Linked DNA regions of Mus musculus: regions 1 and 3 are each linked to region 2. Evidence: chromatin contacts called from public HiChIP or PLAC-seq data. All regions are on one chromosome and are shown on one strand. Each heading gives the region's core, a stretch centred on a gene start, on an enhancer-like site or on the middle of the called end of the contact. The rest is flanking DNA. Distances are from core to core; before and after follow the strand shown. Region 1 overlaps Cpa6 (carboxypeptidase A6). Region 2 holds the start of Arfgef1 (ADP-ribosylation factor guanine nucleotide-exchange factor 1(brefeldin A-inhibited)). Region 3 overlaps Cpa6 (carboxypeptidase A6).

Region 1 (3,126 bases), core at 328-2,827, 93 kb after region 2:
ACTTTCTTTTTACTCAACTGGTTGCTTAGCACTTTCCATTTACCCAATCACTTATTTAGCAATTGATTCAACTTTGTAATTGTGGTTTGCAGCTTTATATGCCAAGTGTTTTCTGAAAATAAATGAGACTTGATCAGACCTCTGTCTTGTCTCCTTCCTTTGCATCTCTTGTTCCATCCATTCTCCCTCCCTCCCTCAAGATCCTCGTTGTTTAATCCTGCAGGTTGGGACACATTACTATTTATAACAGTACAAAATTACAGTTATGAAATAGCAACAAAATAATTTTATGATTGGGTGGTCACCACAACATGAAGAACTGTTTTAAAGCATCCCAGCTTTAGGAAGGATGAGAACCACTGCATGTGTTTAGGTCCCATTTACCTCTCTTAACCCCACCTCATTTCCCCCCACACCTCTTTATTTCCAACACAGCTCCCTTCTAACTTCTCACTCTTAAAGTAACCCAGAGTTAATTAGAATTGTTTGCATGCATCCACGTGCATGTAGGGTTATTTACTAGTTCATAAGAGACTTGCCAGTGGATACACACTGGAAGAAAAATGACTCCCCATATCCTACAGCTCTTAACTTCCAATAAATTCTCAGCTGGGGTGGGCCTCAGGTGCCCCTCATCTATCCATGATTCAGTGTTGCCAGGGTCTATCTTGTGCAGTGAGCCACAGGTCTGTGGGTTCATTTGAACATCTGCCCAACTTTTTATAGATGTATACAGTCCACTGAACTGAGATGAATGTGTGAATCATGTTAGTTTTTTGAAAAGTTATGTATTTATTAAGAAACACAGTTGATTGTTTCCATTTCAAATAAGAACCAAGTAATTCAATGTCGTTGGTAGCATAGGTCTTAATCAAGGATGGAGTGGTTGAGAGAAGAGAAATCCTCAATTAATTTGTACACCTTTTGAGACAAAGGAATTTGAAAACATTCCCTCCCCCTTGTAATCAAATAGGACTCTAAAGAGATATAAAGTGGACTTTCTTCTCATACCAAAGTAGGCTGTGCCCTACTTTTCAGTCTTTGCAAAGTGTCGAATTGCATGAAAGATCCTTTTAGGTCCATGGATCCTTCCAGTCTAAACAGTTATGTTTGCCAAGGTGCCTTTTGATCAGAATCTGCTTTCTCTGTGTTGGTAGACTAGATGACTGTTCCTCTCAAGGACATTTCTTTAGCAGGTGCATTGTGATATTCTTCACAGCCAGCATGGTCTCTGTGCAGGTGGGTTTAATGAGCATCTCTGGCAGTAGAAATCCAAAATGCCCAGTGTCTCGCAGTTCAAAAGCAAATGCATAGGGTATTCCATTTTTATAAGCCCAATCCATTGAGTTACCAGAGCTTACATCTAAAAGTTAAAAAGAGTCACTTCACTAAGGAGTATACATTAATTTACACACACACACACACACACACACACACACACACACACACACACACACACACACAGAGAGAGTAATAATAAGCAGAAATTGAAAGAATATTCTAACAGTGTTCTTCAGCATCTGGCTCATGTGCTTACAAATCACATGTGCTTTTGTCTTTGATCTGAGCCTTAGCGCTGCGCCAGTGTGATAACCACAAAGTTCCTCAACGGTAGTTCCCACAGCATTTATCTTCATCCTTACTCTGCTCGCTTTACCCACCGATAAGCAATCTACAATGAGAAACCTCTGTTGTTCTTATTACTCAGTTCTTTCTTTTTAAGGTCTGAGAAATTGGAACTTTGGCTCCCAAAGCCACCATATCTCCTCCTCTTCCTGTGTTCTCTCACTCCTGTTGAGCCTCTTCCTGCCTTCTGCCTTAAGTTTCCAGACCTCACCCTGCTTTCCAGTGGTTTTGTTTCACTTGTCCATTGGCGGTTATCTCATTAAAACTTCCCCTAGATCTTTCCAGTGCCTTCCTCTGTCAGCTTCTCTAATGATCAACTTACTACCAGCTTTACCGACTTCAGTTCAGGGAAGGGCATCAGAGAGCATCCTTGTAGAGGAGGGGCCTGTGGTGTGCATTGTGCAATGTCTAGGCTGCTTCACAGCCTGGCATTTACTGGACTTCCTCATTCTTAGCTTATCCCACTCCCCATTTTACTTCTGCCCCCAACTGGTTAAGCATTACCTCCTCTGATGACATTAGAACCTAAAGTTTTCCTTTTTTAGCTCAGAAGAAGACATGCTGCTTGCTTCCACCTTCCTCCCCTCCCCTCCCTCTTTCTCTTCCCTCCCTCCCTCCCTCCTTCTCTTCTTTCCTTTCTTCCCTCCCTCACCCTGTCTTGATACCACGTGACACTCCCATCTCTATATTGTGAATATCTTCCAGGTCTTTGTGTCCGTCCTTATGTCTGCATGGGCTAAAATGCTCAACATATTCATAATATTCCCATATACCCCTGGTTACCATACTTCCCCCTCCCCCATCCTTATTTTGTTTTGAGAACTCAAGGGATTTCAAGCATAAAGATGGCTGCACCCTCAAACATGTTTAGTCTGGTTCTTGTCTCTGCTTGTGTGGTAAACTTTGTTCTTGAAGGTCCCCAATGACCCTATATCTTTTCTTTTCTCGTCTTTTCTTTTCTTTTCTTTTCTTTTCTTTTCTTTTCTTTTCTTTTCTTTTCCTTTCTTTTCTTTTCTTTCTTTCTTCTTTTTTTTGTTCTCCTCTCAGATACTACTTTTAAGCCTCTCATAGCACTTAACATAGCTAAGAGTCCATTCTGGTTACTCTCTCCTCTGGCTCCCGTGGCCTCATATGCTACAGCTCTTCAGGCAAGAACTGAAAGCATGGGGTACTGACTGAAGGTACCCTGCCTGTATGCCAGGTATCCACTTCTACCTGCTGCATGCTTTCCCTGCACCTCAAACTCCGTTAAAAAAAGATAATGCCAATACCTGCTACATAAGGGTTGCTTTTAAAATTAAATAATAAATCACTTGAAAGTACGTTGGATGTGCTATTATTACTTTTTTTATTTCCACCCCAAAGTTCCTAGTATATAGAGTTTAGAATTAAAAAGTTCCAAGGGGAATAATTTATTAAATGAATTAATATTGTACAGAAAAATCTTGATGTACTTTCTTTCCTGAAATTTCTGTGATCCAGTTTGCTATACATGTACTC
Region 2 (3,193 bases), core at 332-2,831:
CAAAGGAAGGAACTATTTAAGTCCACTATACTACTACATTAACAACAAAACACCACCAACAAAAAGGACCATTTTTTGGTGGATGTTAAACAAATCCAGTTGATGTTTTTCATATTACTAAGTATTGAGAAAAAAAGGAGGAAGGGCGGCTGTAACATTTGGAGTAAGTTAAATGGTAGTCTTAAGTCAAAACTTAAATGCAAAATTGTCTCTAACCTATCTGGACCCCTTACTTTAGCATAAAGTTAGTTTGTCCCCTTTCAAAAATGTTTTTCAAAAATCACTTTTAACCATTTTCATTTCTTGCAAAGTTGAGCTGCTCTGGTCCAGGGCTATAAACAAAAGGGTAAGCATCACAAATTTATCTGTGTTAAATGTTCTGGCTTCTCCCTTAACAATTCTCTTATTGATGGATGCACTAGACCTACCAAACCTACCGCAAACAAATCGTTATCTGCCTACAATGGTTTTATAGGTATTGTTTGGGATTTGCCCTGCTGTGGCTTCATTACACTAGACCTCTTCTGTCTGAACTATAAATCACAACTGAAGCTTGAGAACAGCTGCCACTGTCCAGACATGTGGCTGGTGGGTGTCATTGTCTTTCTCTTTTCTCTCATTTCACACACACCCCTTTCTGTGTTACCTAAAGTCAATTTATCTAAAGGTTCTTTCCTTCCACATTTCCACACAGACACGGCCACCGCCACCCCCTTAACCTCTAGTCTTGTTCTTCCAGGTCAGCCCAGTAGGTTACATTACTACTCTTTTTTCCTGTAGCTGGGGCAGAGAGATGGCAAACTCGAGGCACCTTTTGCAACCCCCTTTCTCGAGACTGTCAACGAGGGAACAACTTCAACCTTTCTTCCCAAAGTACCACGCCAAATCATAAAGTTATTGTAATTGCAATACGGAACCCTCCCCCACGCTCAGTCTCGTCAGATCGGCCCCACCTCAATTTCTAAGCTAATAAACAACAGCTCATCTTCTGCTCCATCACAAAGGATGACATTCTGTCCGCACCGCAGGGGCCACCAACAACCCTCCCCCCATCCCGTCCTGTGGACCACTCGAAGCCAGGTGCCTCGCGATCCGTAACCATCTCGAGTTCCAGGGGCCCCGGCTGGCCGCCTATCCTCCTCCACTCAGCCGGTGCCCCGCGTCCAGCCGAGTTGCTGTCAACTCCAGTCGGGCGGCCAGCAGGGCTCCCCGGACGAGCCGCCCGCCACGCCGCCCACCTCTCGCGGCCGGCACCCCGCGCCGCGGCCTCCTCCGGGCTCACCTAGGGCCACCTCGCACGCTTTGCGCAGCTGGGAGTGATGCGCCTTCTTCACTTCCTTGTCGGCCAGAATCTTCTCCAGGGCCCGGGTCAGGAACATGTTCTTCGTCTTCTTGCCCTCATACATGGACGCGGAGGAGGCGGCGGCGGCGGCGGTCCCGGCGGCTGGAGGGAAGGCGGAGGAGGGGGACGGGGACCGGGATGAGGACGGGGAGGGAGAAAGGCGAGGAGGTGGCGGTGGGGGCGAGGAGGCGTGGAGGGCAGCGGCGGCACCAGGAAGCGGCCGGCGACGCGGAGCGGCCGCGGGGCCGCCAAGGGCGTCGAAAGCCTCGCCACGCTCGAGGGGCCGCCGTTCGAGGGCCGCGCCCGTCCGGCCTCGGCGCCGTCGGCCCGGGGGTCGCTTCCCGGCCGCCCGCCTCACTCGTCCCTACGGCCCGGCGGCGGCGGCACTCGGCCCGGGCGGCCGTCTTCCCGGGGCCGAGGGCCTAGGTGGCGGCGCCTCACACTGCCAGCAGGCGCGAGGCTGCCCTAGCTACCGTGGGGACCAGCATCCGCCGCAGCCGCCGACTGGCCTCCATCACCGCCGACCTGCCCCGGACGCCATGTTGAGAGGAAACGACGCGTCACGCAGCGGCCGAACGGCTGCGGAGAGGAAGCGGCGGCGGCGGCGGTGCCAGCGCCAGCCCAGAGCTGCCGCGGCGCCGAGAGGCAAGGGGCGGAGGGCGGCGCGGGAGGAGCGGCCGGAGCTGCAACTCTACGGCGGCCCGGCGGGGACTCGCCGCCTCCCGCGTTCGCCTGCAGGGCAGCGTGGGGCGTGGCGGGCGTCCTGCTGCGCGGCACGGCGTGGCGCGGGGCTTCTGCTCTTGCGGGCTACTGGGATGCGTGATCGGAGCACAGGGGCGCTCCCAAGGCCGGGACGACAGGACCCCTGCCTACCGTGCACGGGCTTCCCCAACTTTCTGGACAGCCGGTCGCCGGGGAGCAAAGTTCCTCGCGGTCCTAGGGCCACAGGAACACCCGCGTCGCTCCCTCAGGCGCACCTGGTTTCCGCCTGCCACACGGGGTCTAAATTTCCTTCTCAGGTGTAGGAAATTGCTATCCTTGACCGATACTTTCAATTACTTCAAGATGGATCTCTTTTGCAAAACGTAAGCTAAAAACCACTGGGCGAAGATTCAGGAATATTTTCACTTTTTAAATCTCTCAATAGGGTAAATCAGTAAACCCTAGGTTTCATGCCCTTTTCTGATTGACACTGAAGTTAAGGTGAGTGCTTCTGACTCAGGTACCGCACAGAGCCCTCCCGTTCTCTACCTTTAATCCGGAGTTTTCAGAATGGAAAAGCTTTAAGAACAGATACTCCTGACCATACTGTGCCTGCTTTAATGCCACAGAACTCAAATTTCCGCATTGCTTCTGAGAGAAAACGTTAAGAATCCCATGAAATAAATGCAGCCGGTTTACAGGGGGTTCCATGCTATTGCGTGTCTCCAGCAACATGGGATCCCGGTTAGGATACAGCTTTTGCTTTCTTTTCCTTAGAGTGTGTTAGCTGTGGATTTATATTAATGCAGCAATCAGAATCCAAAGGTGTGAACGCTGCAAAGTGACAAGACTTGAGACGTATGAAAAGCCAAAGGAAATAAAAATGGGAAATCTGAAGGTGACATACAATTAAAATGGACAGATACATCAAAATGTGGTTGTCCTGAGAAATCTACAAATCCATTACCTTCATCTTAAACACTAAAATCTTCGAAATTAGAGATTCATTTTGCTCCTACATCAAATATAATGTACATTCTGTTATACATCAGGGAAACATACTCCATTTCTAATTTGTCTTTGCTTCCTAATGCTAGGGTTAAACCAGGTTTCATTGAAAGTACTATCTGAGCCAGGCGTCGTAGAGAA
Region 3 (3,197 bases), core at 15-2,514, 120 kb after region 2:
TGCCTCCTAGGCTACAATAAGTTGGGTCTTAAAGTGATAGAAATGATACTGTTGCTGTCCTTGAGACTAGCAGTATAAAATCAAGACATCAACAGAGCTGCCCTCTCTTTGGATGTTCTAGGAAAGAATCCTTCCTTGCCATTTTCAGCTTTTCCCTGCTCCTACCATACTTGATTTGTAACCGTGTTACTTCAGTTTCTGTCTCCTTCTTTATATGGTCATTATTATGGTTTGAATATAAAATGTCTCCAGTAGACTCATATGTTGATTGTTTGGTCCTGAGTTGGTGGTAGTACTATTTTGGGAGGCTATGGGAATTTTAGGAAGAAATAGATCCTTGGGATATGTTGTCCTACTTTTCTACCCCACCTCTGCTTCTTGTGAACAATGAATATGCTTCTTTACCATATACTCTTCTGGCCTAAGTGCACAGGGACAGGGACTATGAACTTGAACCCTCTGAAATCAAGAACAAAGATAAATCCCCCTACCTTAATTTGTTTATGGCATTGGGTTAAGGCATCCTGTTACAGCACTGAGAAAGTCTTTCTGTGTGGCTTTGTGTGTCCTTTCATCAGGTTTAGAGTGTATCACACTCTAGTATACAAATACCCCAATTCCAAACATGTTTCTATAGAGATATTCCAGGTTCACATGAATTTTGGAAGAGCATGTCACACTGCTGCAAAATGTCAGTGTTGTAGCCCCCCAAATTACTGATGCTAACTTTCAGTGGTTAATTGCCCTGCTTCTTGGAAGCCTCACTAAAGAGACCTCAGTGTTGTGTACAGATGGTTTGCCTCTGCATATTTTCCTGCAGAAGCCCCTCCCTTTTGTGGCAAGCATAGTACTTGGGCAGCTGTTTTCTGCACTGAGTCCCACTGTGTCCCCCTGCAGCAAGCCCAGGGCTCCCTCCCCCTCTCTGGCCACTCTGAGGAAACCCAGCCCAGCATTAGAATGGCACTGCCCATAACTCCCCCTCCCCCATTGAAAACACCTGGAGGAGCCAGATGCTAGCTTGATGCTGGCCAGATGTTAGCTCTCCACCTCTGTGATGCTAGAATCTAGCCCTCCCTCTGATAAAGAACCAAGCTCCCCAGGTGCCTGTCCTTGGGACCTTAAAGAAATAACAAACTCAATGAAGATTAAGGCCCCACGTTTAAATCGTGAGAAAAGGTAATCAGAAGTCACAGACAGTTATGACCGGCCATAAAAATAGTCCCTGATAACCCCACATAGGCACCCATCAATCCCCCTCCCAGCTTCAGTTCCCTCCCACCAAATGGTTACAGCCCTCCACTCCCCTTCACCCTGAGCACTCAAGGAATTCCTAACTATACTGAATATAAACCCAGTGCTTTCTGGACTCAGCATCACATGCCAGCATTTACTCTGTGAGTTCAGGGAATGTGATCCAAGTCAAGACTCAGAACAATAAAAAGAGACTTTTGCAAGTTGCAGTGGACTTTGCAATTCTTGGGGTCATCTGGGTTTCCCATGGACTTAGGGCATAACAACAGCAGGAAGAGCAGGTGGCAGTGAAGTTTATTCATGGTGGGGAAAGGGGGTGGAAAAGAAAAGGGGGAGATAGAGGGAAGGAGGGAGGGAGGGAGAGAGGGATGAAGACACTCACCCCCCCCCCACACACAGACACACACACTAGCTAGAGATAAGATCCCTTTGAAGATCTATCTCCAGTGACCAGGTAGGTACTATGTTTTAAACTTCCCATAACTTCTCCAAAACTAGGTCTTTTGTAAACACATCCATAGAGACATTGTTCAAGAAGAGGAGACTGGAATAAACTAAATCAAAACCAACTTCAAGAATATAATACTGTACTTTTATTTTCATTACTATTTCTTATGAGGCTACTTCATAAAAATGAGATATATCATCAAAACAATCCCTCACTATAATGTTATAAAGAAAATCTTAAGTACCTGCAATCAAGAAAACTAGACCATGTTTATGAGCATGATGACAGTATTATAAAAGATGCCAATTTCTGTCCCACAAAATTCCAACAAAAATGTCACCATCAGGATTTTTTGAGAAAATAACTAATAAACTCTAATGTAAAAGCATTTTATTACCTTAGCTTTTAAAAATAAAATTTATTGAGATGTAACTTAAATGATGTATAGCCATTAACCAACACTGCAGCCCAGATAAAGGACAAAGAATGGCCATTCCTCTCTCCTTGCCTCCCTCCCTCCCTCCCTCGATCCCTCTCTCTCTTCCTCAGCTTCCTTCTTTTTCCCTCCCTTCCTCTCCCTCCAGAGCTGAGAATTGAACCCAGGGCTCAGGGTTCATACATGGTAGGTAGGTTCTCTGCTGCTGAGCCCCAAACCCTTAGCTTTTATTTTGTTTTGTTTTTTGAGGAGGCATCCTGTTAAGTTATTCAGGCTAGCCTTGAACTTAAGGAGACAAAGCTGAACTCGTGATAACACCTGCCCACCTCACATTCCCAAGTAGCTGGAATTACAGGGCTGTACCACCAGGCCTCACCTTTCTTCTCCAAATGAGTAAATCTTTTCTGCTCTATTCCTTTGACTTTGGACATAAGCTTTAACATGAGGGTTGTACACTATTAATCTGTTTGAGTAAAGTTTCATTATACCACCTTTGGGTAGAAGTTATATGATACGTTTACGTGATGAAGTCCTCCTAAAAGAGCTTTATTCATATTGGCTTATAAATAATGGAATATTGTCACAAAATTAGCTAAAAATCATTTTAGTTCATTGGACTTAAAATTTGACAAGTAAGTTAATTTTAATTTGCTGGCAAACTAAAATAGAAATCTCTCTTTCACTGTTAACTTATATTTTACCCATGTCTACATTTATATTTGCTAGATGTTTAAGTTGCAATATCTATTACTTTCTCAGTTTCAAGTATCACTTTCAAATTCATCACTAAATAAAGTTATTTTTTAATGAAGAAATAATTTTGTCTAAGTTCAGGAATTTGAAAGGATCATTTTAAATTAAGAATTTAAAGGAGAAAACAGAGTTTAAAAAATAGTCCAGTGTAGCTGGTAAGATGGTTCAGTGGTTAGAGGTATTTATACATAGACTTGGTAATCTAACTCTAATTAAAAATCTATAGTTTTAGAGTATGGAGAGATGACTCAGTTGTAAAGAACACTGACTGCTCTTCCAAAGGAACCAGTTCAAATCCCAGCACCACAA

What was found. HiChIP or PLAC-seq counts read pairs in DNA pulled down with a chosen protein or histone mark.
Region 1: an H3K4me3 HiChIP or PLAC-seq map of the SCID.adh cell line shows a contact between it and region 2, with 36 read pairs. The contact joins the enhancer-like site here to the promoter of Arfgef1 in region 2. A contact is called at or near these places in 4 of 39 promoter capture datasets (the HPC-7 cell line, HPC-7-derived erythroid cells, liver and 1 more), 21 of 484 Hi-C or Micro-C datasets (the AML12 cell line, DN3 thymocytes, ECoMG-derived neutrophils and 11 more), 6 of 115 datasets of contacts at active chromatin or transcription factors (the HPC-7 cell line, the SCID.adh cell line, bone marrow-derived dendritic cells and 2 more) and 2 of 9 other capture datasets (adipose tissue and liver).
Region 3: an H3K4me3 HiChIP or PLAC-seq map of the SCID.adh cell line shows a contact between it and region 2, with 20 read pairs. The contact joins the enhancer-like site here to the promoter of Arfgef1 in region 2. A contact is called at or near these places in 4 of 39 promoter capture datasets (the HPC-7 cell line, HPC-7-derived erythroid cells, epiblast stem cells and 1 more), 2 of 484 Hi-C or Micro-C datasets (the G1E-ER4 cell line and conventional dendritic cells), 2 of 115 datasets of contacts at active chromatin or transcription factors (the SCID.adh cell line and bone marrow-derived macrophages) and 1 of 9 other capture datasets (pancreatic islet).

What each region holds. Positions count from the first base shown.
Region 1 is chr1:10,323,949-10,327,074 of GRCm38.p6, forward strand. Cpa6 (carboxypeptidase A6) reads right to left here. Exons shown (of 11, transcript NM_177834.4): 11 at 771-1,363. The coding sequence ends at 1,176. Among named protein-coding and RNA genes, the nearest start is that of Arfgef1, 93 kb to the left of the region's middle. Within about 2 kb of position 1,578, at least 64 of the 459 cell types and tissues checked have an H3K27ac peak or open chromatin away from gene starts, as enhancers often do. A contact at or near this core is called in DN3 thymocytes, ECoMG-derived neutrophils, the G1E-ER4 cell line and 7 more, where this site is marked.
Region 2 is chr1:10,231,089-10,234,281 of GRCm38.p6, forward strand. Arfgef1 (ADP-ribosylation factor guanine nucleotide-exchange factor 1(brefeldin A-inhibited)) reads right to left here and starts at 1,582. Exons shown (of 38, transcript NM_001102430.1): 1 at 1,283-1,582. The coding sequence starts at 1,406.
Region 3 is chr1:10,347,702-10,350,898 of GRCm38.p6, forward strand. The region is part of intron 8 of Cpa6 (carboxypeptidase A6); the gene reads right to left. Among named protein-coding and RNA genes, the nearest start is that of Arfgef1, 120 kb to the left of the region's middle. Within about 2 kb of position 1,265, at least 5 of the 459 cell types and tissues checked have an H3K27ac peak or open chromatin away from gene starts, as enhancers often do. A contact at or near this core is called in the SCID.adh cell line, where this site is marked.